2 separate regions of the Mus musculus genome follow, and region 1 is linked to region 2. The links are chromatin contacts, called in public promoter capture Hi-C maps. All regions are on one chromosome and are shown on one strand. The core of a region is the stretch at or near the end of the contact, and the rest is flanking DNA. Distances in the headings are between cores, read along the strand shown.

Evidence for each region. Capture Hi-C pulls out chosen DNA fragments and counts their contacts.
Region 1: a contact with region 2 is called in a promoter capture Hi-C map of liver. The contact joins two enhancer-like sites. A contact is called at or near these places in 3 of 115 datasets of contacts at active chromatin or transcription factors (double positive thymocytes and embryonic stem cells) and 3 of 9 other capture datasets (adipose tissue, liver and pancreatic islet).

The regions. Positions count from the first base shown.
Region 1 is chr5:125,409,210-125,414,595 of GRCm38.p6, reverse strand. It overlaps Dhx37 (DEAH (Asp-Glu-Ala-His) box polypeptide 37), which reads left to right. Exons shown (of 27, transcript NM_203319.1): 27 at 1-192. It overlaps n-TAtgc5 (a tRNA gene), which reads right to left and starts at 5,124; the gene lies at 5,053-5,124. Within about 2 kb of position 2,220, at least 15 of the 459 cell types and tissues checked have an H3K27ac peak or open chromatin away from gene starts, as enhancers often do. A contact at or near this core is called in liver, where this site is marked.
Region 2 is chr5:125,311,050-125,316,512 of GRCm38.p6, reverse strand. All of the region lies in intron 1 of Scarb1 (scavenger receptor class B, member 1), which reads left to right. It overlaps Gm32701 (a long non-coding RNA gene), which reads right to left. Exons shown (of 5, transcript XR_001784962.2): 5 at 5,021-5,451. Among named protein-coding and RNA genes, the nearest start is that of Gm32701, 11 kb to the right of the region's middle. Within about 2 kb of position 3,057, at least 26 of the 459 cell types and tissues checked have an H3K27ac peak or open chromatin away from gene starts, as enhancers often do. A contact at or near this core is called in liver, where this site is marked.

The DNA of each region.
Region 1 (5,386 bases), core at 971-3,470, 99 kb before region 2:
GAGCTACACAGCAAGACTGTCTTCTATTTGTTTGGTTTTTTTTTTTTTTTTTTTTTTGGTTTTTGGAGACAGGGTTTCTCTGTGTAGCCCTGGCTGTCCTGGAACTCACTCTGTAGACCAGGCTGGCCTCGAACTCAGAAATCTGCCTGCCTCTGCCTCCCAAGTGCTGGGATTAAAGGTGTGTACCACCACTGCCTGGCTATTTGTTTGTTTTTCAAGACAGGGTTTCTCTGTGTAACCCTGGCCGTCCTGGAACTAGGCCTGTAGACCAGGCTGGCCTCAAACTTAGAGATCCCCCTGCCACTGTCTGCCTTAAGTACTGGGATTGAAGGTGTGTGTCACCACCACCTAGCAAGACTCTGTCTCCAACAGTTTTGTTGAGAGTAAATGTTGGTGATGTGCTGTTTCACTTCAGCTTGTCTGTCACATCACACATGCTCACATGCTAAGTAGCTGTCACCGTATCAGTTTCCAGAACCTTCATCCTCACATGACTTACTGATTTTCTCCCTCTCGATCTCCCCAACACATGGAGCTGTCTGTCTGTTTGTGTGGCTGAATATGCGCCATCAAGTGTCAGGCTGCATCAGTCGTCAGCAGAATAGAGTGAGTTGTTTACCTCTGGGTGATAGCAAATGCTGCTGCAGTTCTTTTGTCACTTGGGCCACTTGTCACAGAGTCCTGGGAATGCAGCCAAGCTCTTTTCAGTTAACACTCAGTAAATGCTTTCTCTCTGTGGGCTGACTATGCTCTTGATCATGTCCTCTGAACCACATACTGCTTTATCTCCTGTTAGCCATGCCTGTGTGACTTAAGCAAGCAGTGTACCACTAAACACCTGCCTGCCCATCTCGTGTTCTCTGTGTCTTCAGGCACCAGCTCTATCAGCTGGATGAGCCTCTGTAACCCCCTTTCCCAGTGCACCTCCAAGTCTGTGTGTCCTGACCAACCTTTGACAGCCATAGCATGTATTTCCACCATGAGTTCTTAGACTCAGTCATGGATACAAGGTGGCTGATGTGAACAAAGCTAGGGTGATGTTAGCCCACCTCATACGTGTGAATATCCACGAGACAGGCAGCCTGTCAGGTGTTTGTTTTGATTTGGGGGTGGGACTTGAAAGGCTGGGCCCAGGCCAGGCTCACAGTGGTAGAGAACTTCAGGACCAAGAACAGAAACACATCTCTAACTCTGGACCATCCAAGCCCCTTGTCCACCAACATCCTTGTTCAGCTTCCGCTCCAGGCCTTTGTCTTCTGATGCTTCCCATAGCTGATTTATCTCAGAGTTTAAGTCCTGAGCTGTCCCCAAGGAGCTTAGCTTGGCTGCTGATGCAAATGATGAGAAATTTCAAAGGCCAGACTTGAACTTGTGACCCTCCTGAGTCCTGAGATGACAGACCAGTGTCACCATGTCTGACTTTGAAATCGGAAAATTGACAAGCTGAATACACAAGGGCTGACTCCAGTCATGGTGGCATGTGAGAAACTCCACGATGGAGGCATTGCTGTAGGCGTACATGTTTTTGCAACCTATTTTTAATAAGAAATAAGTCAACCTCTCCTAGCCCACCACCCAACAAAGGTAGTGAAAGAGAAAAGTTGCTAGGATATGGGGGAAGTGGACCTGTTCAGCAATAGTTCTTTGGGAGCGAGCTCAGTCTTCTTAGGCAGCAGTTCAGTCCTGTAGCAAACACCAAATACGATTCAGCAGCTGCAGACCAGTCCTGTAGGTAGGCAGACAGCAGGCACGAGCCAGCAACGGTTCAATCCTGAAGAAACTGCCAGGCTCACCAACTGGCCTGAGGCGAGGCCCCAGAAGAGGCAAGGTGCCACAGTTCGCAGTTCTTGGGCAAGTTCCTCTCAATGGTAGCAATATCACAGGTTGAGCTCAACAATGCTATATAAGAGGAACCAATGCACTTGTGTCTTTAAGAATAGTAAGATGAAGCCGGGCAGTGGTGGCGCATGCCTTTAGTCCCAGCACTTGGGAGGCAGAAGCAGGCGGATTTCTGAGTTTGAGGCCAGCCTGGTCTACAGAGTGAGTTCCAGGACAGCCAGGGCTACACAGAGAAACCCTGTCTCGAAAAACCAAAGGAAAAAACAAACAAACATACAAAACTGAATCAATAAAGAACTCAAAAACCAACCCAGGGGTGATGGCAGCTTTCATCTTTGTTGGTTGACAGAGTGAGTTCCAGGACAGCTGTCTTAACAAAAAACAAACAGAAAAAGAGCTCAAAAACCCAGTCTCCGATTGGCCAATGAAATAGACAGTTTTCAAAAGATGAAGTGGACGTGGCCAATAATAAAACAAAAATATTTAACCAGGACTTAGATGACCCAGATGACATTTGATTCGCAACCCCACCCCCACCCCCAACTTGGCGAGTACCAAGCATTTGTAACTCCAGTTCCAGAGACTCCAATGCCCTCTTCTGGCCTGCTCAGGTACTGCACACACTGTCTACTGGCAAATCATAAGAGTAAAACCCACCCTTACTAGCTATGAGAGAAATGCCTATCAAAACCATATGAGAGGTTGGAAAGATGGCTCAGCAGGTAAGAGCACTGTGCTTCTGTAGAGGACCTGGGTTTGGTTCTCAGCTTCCACATAGCAGTTCACAACCATCTGTAACTTCATGAGATTTTTACCCCTGTCAAAATGGCATTCCATAAGAGAATAAGAAATGAGCCAGGTATGAACATGCATTTAATCCCAGCGCTGGGAGGTAGCAGGAGGTAGGTGGATTTCTGAGTTGCAGTATAATTTAGGCCAAAGGAAGTCCTTGGACATGGAAATGGAAACCAGTCCAGCCACTATGGGAATCAGTGTGGAGGCACTTCAGAACTCTAGAAAGGCCAGCCATTAGACCAGGCAGTGCACTGCTGGGCATTTACCACAGGACTCCAAGGCAGCATACCACAGACACACTAAGCTATGCAACCAGCCTGGTGCATATCAAAGCAAAGAATGGGTAAGGAAAATGTGGCCTATGTAAGAGGGGGGTTCCTTTCAGCCACAAGACAAACAAGATAAGCCTACTCAGCAGACTAAGCCAACCACAGGAAGACAAATACTATATTTTCTTTTATTTGTGAATTCTAGGATCTATACATAAAGCCATACATTGTATGAATGGTGTGAAAGTAAAACTGGGGAACAAAAGGGGTTAATGGACGAAGAGAAAGGTGGAGAGGGGTTGCGTGCCCGATACATACATTATAAGCTCTGTGCAAATTGCTTTATGAAATCCAGGGTAATTTTCAAAAGATGAAATGGAGTCTGGGTTTGTTTTTTTTGAGACAAGGTCTCATTATTTAGTCCCAGCTGACCTGGAGCTCTATATAGGTCAGGCTGGCCTCAGAGTCCTTGAAATTGACTGCCTCTGCCTCTCAAGTCCTGGGAATTGAACTTGGATCAGTTGTCAATCTTGATGGCAGTCACCTTTATCCTGTGAACCATCTCAAAGTTTGTTGCTTCATCATTTTGCATTTTGAGGGAGGGTCTCGTGTAGTCCAGGCTGTCCACGAGCATACTATGTAGCTGGCTTTGAACTCAGAATCCTACCTCTACTCCTGGGTGGAGCTGGGGCTCAGACAACCTTGTACTCTGGATCTCCATCCTCTAAGCAGCAAGAGAACGGCTGTGTGCTAGCATTGCCAGCCTTGAGCCCCAGCCTTCTGGATACTTCAGAGCATTTGGATCATCCTGCTTTATCCAGGAATGTCTGGATGCTGTTGGAGAGGCAGCAGCTGGAAGACCGTACCTCCACAATTGACACCAGTGAATAAACTATCTTTCTCCAAACCTGCTCCAGTGGCCAGCATTGCCAGGTTATACAGGCCTGCTCTCGAAACAGGAGAGATGCTCACCCTCTCAATCAAGCAGGAAATAGAAAGCAATCATTTTCCGTGCACTTGGGCTAAACCCAAGGTACCGTCCTCACTGCCACATAAGCCAGACTGGGGCAGTATACACCTGGAGCCTCATCCTTGATGAGAATAAAGAATTTGGAGGATCAAGGCAATCCCTGTGACTGGTGGAAAAAAAGGATTCTCACTGGCACCTTCCTGTGAGAGAGTGAGAAGGGGTCTCACATAGCCCAGGCTAGCTTCAAGCCTCCCCCACAACTCAGGCGCTGGGATGACAGACATGCACAACCATGCCTCACTTATGCACTGCTATCTATTATGCATTCTAGGTAAGCACGCTACAAACTGAGCTACCCCCGCCCCACAACTTTCAAATAGTTTAAGTAGACATTTTCCAGCCCAATGGCCCTCGTGCGTGCAGGCATCTATGCGGTCGAAGTAGAGGACAGGAAGTTGCAGGCCATATATGCGCTGTACCTTGGTGGCAAACTTCGGAGTAGCAGAACAAACCTAAAGGGAATGGTAAAATAAAGCACGAGACCCCTGAGTTAAGGCAATGTTACCTCGCTGCCTACAGAATCTGTCAGAACTGCCCCACCACCACCACGCTGCCACCTTTAAAATCATGCAGGCAGTGCCAAGTCTCTACCCTCCGGCGTTCTGGGGGCTTCCAAATCTCAGTTCCACGCAGTTCTGTTCCCATTCACTCAAGTTCCGGCGCCAGGCCTTTCTGACCCTTTCATCTGAAACCACCCACCACACCCCACCACACCCCTACACGCGCACAGGGAATGTGAGCCTTCCGGCTGCTGTTCCCTGCAGATCTCTTGGATGTCACTGAGTCCCCGCACTTCTGTGAGTTCTCATAAAACATTCCTGGGATTCCTAGTGTTAGCTTCCAGCTGGGATCTGAGTTCCAGAAAAGCTGAGAATCCTTGCTCGGTCTTGGTGAGGTTACTGGGCTACTTGAAGATCTATTTATTTGGACACATTGTGGGTGTTCAACGGGCGCACATTACTCAGCAATAGTTGCTCAGGATGTTATAAGACCTTCTTGGAAATGCAATGTTTCCTACTCCATTCACAAGTAAACTGCGGGAGTTGGTTTACAGACCAGATTCCATCCACAGGTACAAGGCCAGTCTCCCAACGTAGGCCCTTTAAAAAAAAAAAAAGTTGGAGATGCCGGGGATTGAACCCGGGGCCTCATACATGCAAAGCATGCGCTCTACCACTGAGCTACATCCCCTGATGGAGAGACTTACTTTCCGGAATAGATAACAGAAATGAACCGCTTGCTGTTCTAAGGTTTGGGGTTTTTGTTTTTGTTTTTGTTTTTTTCCGATCTTGATTTATGATGTTGGTGTCATGTGCTGAAGCCTCGGGAGAAAGGAAAGGGGGAGAGGAACAGAGAGAAGGAACGTAGAAGAGGGAAGGAACCGTGCGCCCGTCACTATCTGTGTCTTTCTTTCTTTTGTTTTTTTTTTTTTTGTTTTGGTTTGGTTTTCCGA
Region 2 (5,463 bases), core at 1,808-4,307:
CCTCCTGGGGAGTCTGGACACCACACAACAGCTGAAGGTAGAAGGGTCCCAATACTTAGTGATGCTGGATGGGCAGATAGGAAAAGCAGATGAAATACAGAGAGGTGAGCTGGAGAGGGTTTCAGAGGTCAGGAGCTCACATGGCTCTTCCAAAGGACCAGAGTTCAGTTCCCTGCACCCACATCAGGCGAGTCACAGCTACTTGTAATATCAGCTCCAGGAGATCTGACACCCTTCTGGGAGCCTCTTTAGGGACTGTGCTCATGTGCACAGAGCAACACACACATTAATAAAATTAAGATTAAATCTTCAGAAATGAAAAGAGGGCTCTCCAAGAGGGAATAGTATGCAGCCGTATAAAGGAAGAGAGAGATTCCATTTATTTATTTATTTATTTATTTATCTATCTATCTATCTGGAGACAGGGTTTCATTATATAGTCCCCAGGTAAATAGTTCAAACTCGTGGTCCTCCTGCCTCAGCTTTAAAGTCCTGCGATAGCTGCTGCAGAGGAGAGAATTCTCCCACACACTGGAACATGGATGAATGCTGAAGTTAGATTCTGAGAGACGGCAGGATGGTTGCAGCGTGATTTCGTTTACTGGGGCCCCTAGAGTACCTATTGATGAGGTTGGAGAAATGGGACACTAAGGAGGTAGTGGGAGGGGAAAGGGGCCAGGGAGAGTGTTAAGTGGAGACAGGGTCTCAGAAGGACATGGAAGGGCGTGGCCATTGGTGGGGACAGTTGCCCAAGCCATGGGTGTACTTAACACCATCAGAATGGATGCTATAAAATGGCACTGCCTTTAATCCTAGCAGTGGAAGCAGAGGCAGGCAGATCTCTGAGTTCAAGACCAGCTTGGTCTACAGATGGCGTTCCAAGACAGCTGAGGCTACAGAGAAACCATGTCTGGGGTTGGGGGCTTGGGGGGAGAGTGACAAAACAAAACCCAAGTCTGGAGACTTTAGCATGATAAAAATGAATAAATCATTATGGCTGATGTCCCCTGAAGGGACATGGGTCACAGCCCTCCTTACTCTGGTTTGTAAAAGGGGGACCCAGTGGCCATAGTGACTATGTTCCAGCCTGATGAGTGTCTTAGAAAAAACCCAGTTCCCTGGAAATATGGCCCTGAGCTGATAGCTGATGCTGGCTGCCACTGCCCTTCCTCTGAGGTTTGGCAGGGCTCTGGGATTGTTCTTGAACCCCAGCCAGTCTACAGCTGGAGGCTCTGTGATATGTCTTCCTTGAAGTGTCTGGGAGTTGGTATCTTCCTAGGGACAGCCTTGTGCCCCAGGCTATTGCATGCAGTGCCACTGGAAGGAGCCCTAAGGGGACCAGGCAACAGCCTGGGGATTAGGCTGTAGAGACCTGAGGATGGGGCCCCTGGCCAACCCCAACGGCCTTGTGTGGCACTGGCTCAATGGAGAACTCACACGTTTCTAATGTCTGTAGCTGCTACTGAAAGCATTCTCTAGAAGTCTCCCAAAGACTTCTCACTCAGTCTAAAGTCAGGGCTACCTTCCCTGTATGGTTGGGCTCTACCCAACAGGTGAACCACATGTGTTTCTAGAGGGGTAGGAGGCAGAGAGGCCTTGGGTGGGCAACAAGGTAATCTGCTTCTGTGTCAATTTCTTATCTGGCATGTGGCTGTCGAGAAGCAGAGACCGGAGGATCATGGGCATGAGCTATACACTGAGGTCCAGGCTAGCCTGGGTGACATAACCTGTCAGAAAAACTACAAGAAAAGATTCGCATTCACCATCTGGCTTGGACCTTGGTTAAGTGATAACCATTGTCATTAGCCTGACACTTAGGCGCCAGGATCAAGAAACAAGAACTCCCAGAATCCTTTGGGGCACCAGAAAGCCTTTCATTTTGAGATAGGCTCTGGCTGTGTCTCTGGCTCTCGTGGAAGTCACACAGCAATCCCTTTGCCTTAGCCTAAGTGCAGAGATTGTAGACGTGAGTTATACTAGCCTCCTCTGCATGGATTGGCTTGACCTAAACTGAGCTGGGCTCTCCATCGACTTGCTTCTGCGATTTCAGAGTGGCAGCCTGACCTAGCTCTGCAGTGGCTTGGTGCAGCTCAGCCTGAGGCTGGTGAGATGCTTACAAGTCATAGCTGGTTGCTGCTTGGTGCTGGTGGTCATGTTATGAGCAAACTGGTCCCTGGTCAGTGGGCTCCGGATTAGGGCTGTGATGGAGGCCTCTAGGAATCTCGCTAAGTCTCTCACTGGTTGTTTTCATCTCTCTGAGCGATGTGTAGGATTGAGTGACAGATGGCAGATAATTGGGAGTGGGTGACAGGCTTCAGTATTCTACTTTAATGGCTGTTACCCGGTGATGCCGGCATAGGCGTCTGATGCTCTGAGTACTTCCTCTCATGTCCCTGAGTCATGCAGACTTAGGAGGCCTCTTCTCCACTCACAACCGTTTCCCTGAGGGCAGAATCCAGTTCGGTTAACTTTGCTTCGTAGTACTAAATACCAGTTTGGGGCCTCGACAGTGCGGGGGAGTGGGGCGGGTTAGAATGAAAAAAAAAGGAGCAAACAGGTTCATTAACAGCTAAATGAATGAATGACTGATGAAAGGATGAATGAATGAAGTGTTCTCAGCCTGTGCTGTTCTGGGTCAGGGCTGAGTGGGAATGTCAAAGGGTGTGGCCACTATGTGAGCCATGGAGTTGGGGTTAGAGGGAAGGCTGCCTGTGGGCTGCACCAGTGTTGGGGTGCAACCCTTGTTGGGCAGCACCTAGTTTTCCAAAGGGAGTCAGAAACGAGGCTTTTGAGACTAACCTTGGTTATGTCTGACAGGGTTTGGGGGTGGGGTGGGCACATAGACACTCTTGCTTTTTGTTTGTTTCCTTTTCTTTTCTGGGGAGTGTGTGGTGTCAACTTGACAGGGTCTAGAATCACCTTGGAGACAAATCTCTGGATGTGTCTGTGATGGAGCCATCCTAACTGCTGGAGCAGAGAAAAAGGAGAAAGATCCTAGCAGTCATTCACCCCTCCCTGCTTCCTGACTGTGGACACAGCCTGGCAAGCTGCCCCTGGCTTCTTCCTCTATTGCCTTTCCACCAAGATGGACTGCGGCTTTGATCAGTGAGCCAGATTAGCCTTCCTTAAGCTGCTTCTGTCCTACGTATGTATGTATGTATGTATGTATGCATGTATGTATGTATGTAGCAAGCCAGGGGCCTGTGCACATACCACACAAGTGCTCCGATGTTAGCATTTGGCCCTTGAGACTTGAGCGTTGGAGTTTCTATCGAGTCTGGGAAAATTACTGCACACCAGAAGCCTGTTAAACAGTAACAGGCCCCAGAGCGAGAGCCAACCTCACACGCCTCCCGTAAGCTTCTCCCACTGACAGCTGTCTGTGGGCCAGACACGGTTGATATGCGCACCTGCTCCCTGGTCAGCATGGTAGGGGTTCTCCTCTGAGGGACTTTATTGGGGTAGCCCTTGGGAGCAGAAGGAATATGGTCCGGGGATTGACATACACATAGGTGCCCACGTGTTTGCGTCCAGTCCAGTCCAACCAGGGAGCTTCCTAAGAACCCTGGAGTGGCTCTCACTCCACTTGTCTCCAGGGAAACTCACTAGGTCCTGATGTTGCCCTAGAGGATGCTGGGACCTTCTGATGGAGCCACCTTAGCCCTCTTTCCTGGGGCTCTGACTTTTATAGCTGGACAGGCTCTCTGCTTTGTCAAGCTGGGGTCAAAGTGAGGTCACAAGGCTTATACCTTGAGGACACCTTTCTACTTCTGTCCCTAAGATGTATCTGCCTGCTCTGGTGTGTCACCGGAGCAGAAACCAGTTTCCCCATAGCCCGAGGGACTCACCGGCCACACCCTTTGACGTCTAGGGATCATTTGAGGATGAGATTATGCATCTCCCAGCCACTCAATCGGACGTCGGCTTCACCCTTGTGTATTAAGCTACTGTAGCAAAACCCTTGAAAACATTTATGGATAACCAGCGGGCAGGTGCTGGCGTTTCCCCAGGATGTACAGTGAACAGGTACTTAGCTCTAGCAGGCAAACCATGGCGCCGACACAGTTCCACCGACATCGTGCATGCATTCTGGTTGCCCCAGAGCCTTGCCAACACTTGTGATTATCAATCCGTCTCCTTTTGGCTGTGCTGGTATACGTCATAGAGATTCTTGTGAATTTGGGGGATATGTCCAGAGTTGGGGAGGGCTTTATGATGTCACAGGCCACCAGTCTTTATGCTCTGTCATCCTTTGGGTATGGTTTTCAGTCTCAAAGCTTTCCCATGATCCAAGGTAGCTCTGTAGCTCTCTCCATCAGGACCGAATTTCTGGGTGGGGGTGGCGGGTGTTTCACTGAAACCACCGGAACTTTTAGTGTGGTGGGAGGGGCTGCTGTTACAAAGATTGGTCCTGTCCATTTTCTTTTTTCTTTTTTTAAGATTTATTTATTTATTACATGTAAGTATACTCAGACACCTACAGTATGCATAGGGCATCAGATCTCATTACGGATGGTTGTGAGCCACCTTGTGGTTGCTGGGATTTGAACTCAGGACCTTTGGAAGAGCAGTCAGTGCTCTTAACTGCTGAGCCATCTCTCCAGCCCTTGTCCATTTTCTTCCCTGCTGTGGTTTAGGCCTAGCACACAGCCTCTTGTGCACTGGGTGCTCAGCAGAGGCCTCGTGGATGCCAGGAACTGAACCCAGGTCCTTTGTAAGAGCAGCCAGTGCTCCTAACCACTGAGCCATCTCTCCAGCCATTCCTGGTGTGTTCCTGGTGTGTGGTGTCTTCATGCCCTAGGCTGGATTGTCCTTTGGGGCCCATCCTTCCTGTATACATAGTAACTCTACAGGGCTAGTACATTGCGACTGGCTGGCTGGCTCAGAGCTGACAGGATATGTGTCTCAACCCAGATCCAGGGCTGGTGAACCCAGTGGCAATGACCAGAACTGTTTCCTCTCCCTCCTCCTCCTCCCTCTCCTCCTCCTCCTCCTCCTCCTTCTCTTCTTCTTCCTCTTCTCTCCTTCCTCTTCTTCCTCCTCTTGTTTGGAGATAGGGTTTCTTTCTGCATCCCTAGCTGCCCTGGTAGACCACCAGGTTAGCCTTGAACACAGAGATCCACCTGCTTCTGCCTCCTAAGAGTTGGATTAAAGGTGTGAGCCGACCTCTGTCAGCCTGGCTCAAAAACCTGGTTTTTTTTTGAACCTGAAATGTGTTTGCTGTGATTCTTGGGGGAGGAGGGACTGGATTTTGCAATTTCCCAGGTCAGATTAATGATTGCTTTGCGAGGGCTGCAGCACCTGAGCTGAGCCACACTGAGCAGGGCCTGGAGAGGCTAGGTACAGTGTCCTGGAGATCCTGTGCAGTCCTGTGTGGGGATAGAGGCTGGGGGAGCTTCCATCTCTGTGATCTTCATGAACCAGAGGCCTCTGAGCCTGATGCCTGTGCACCTGGGATATATG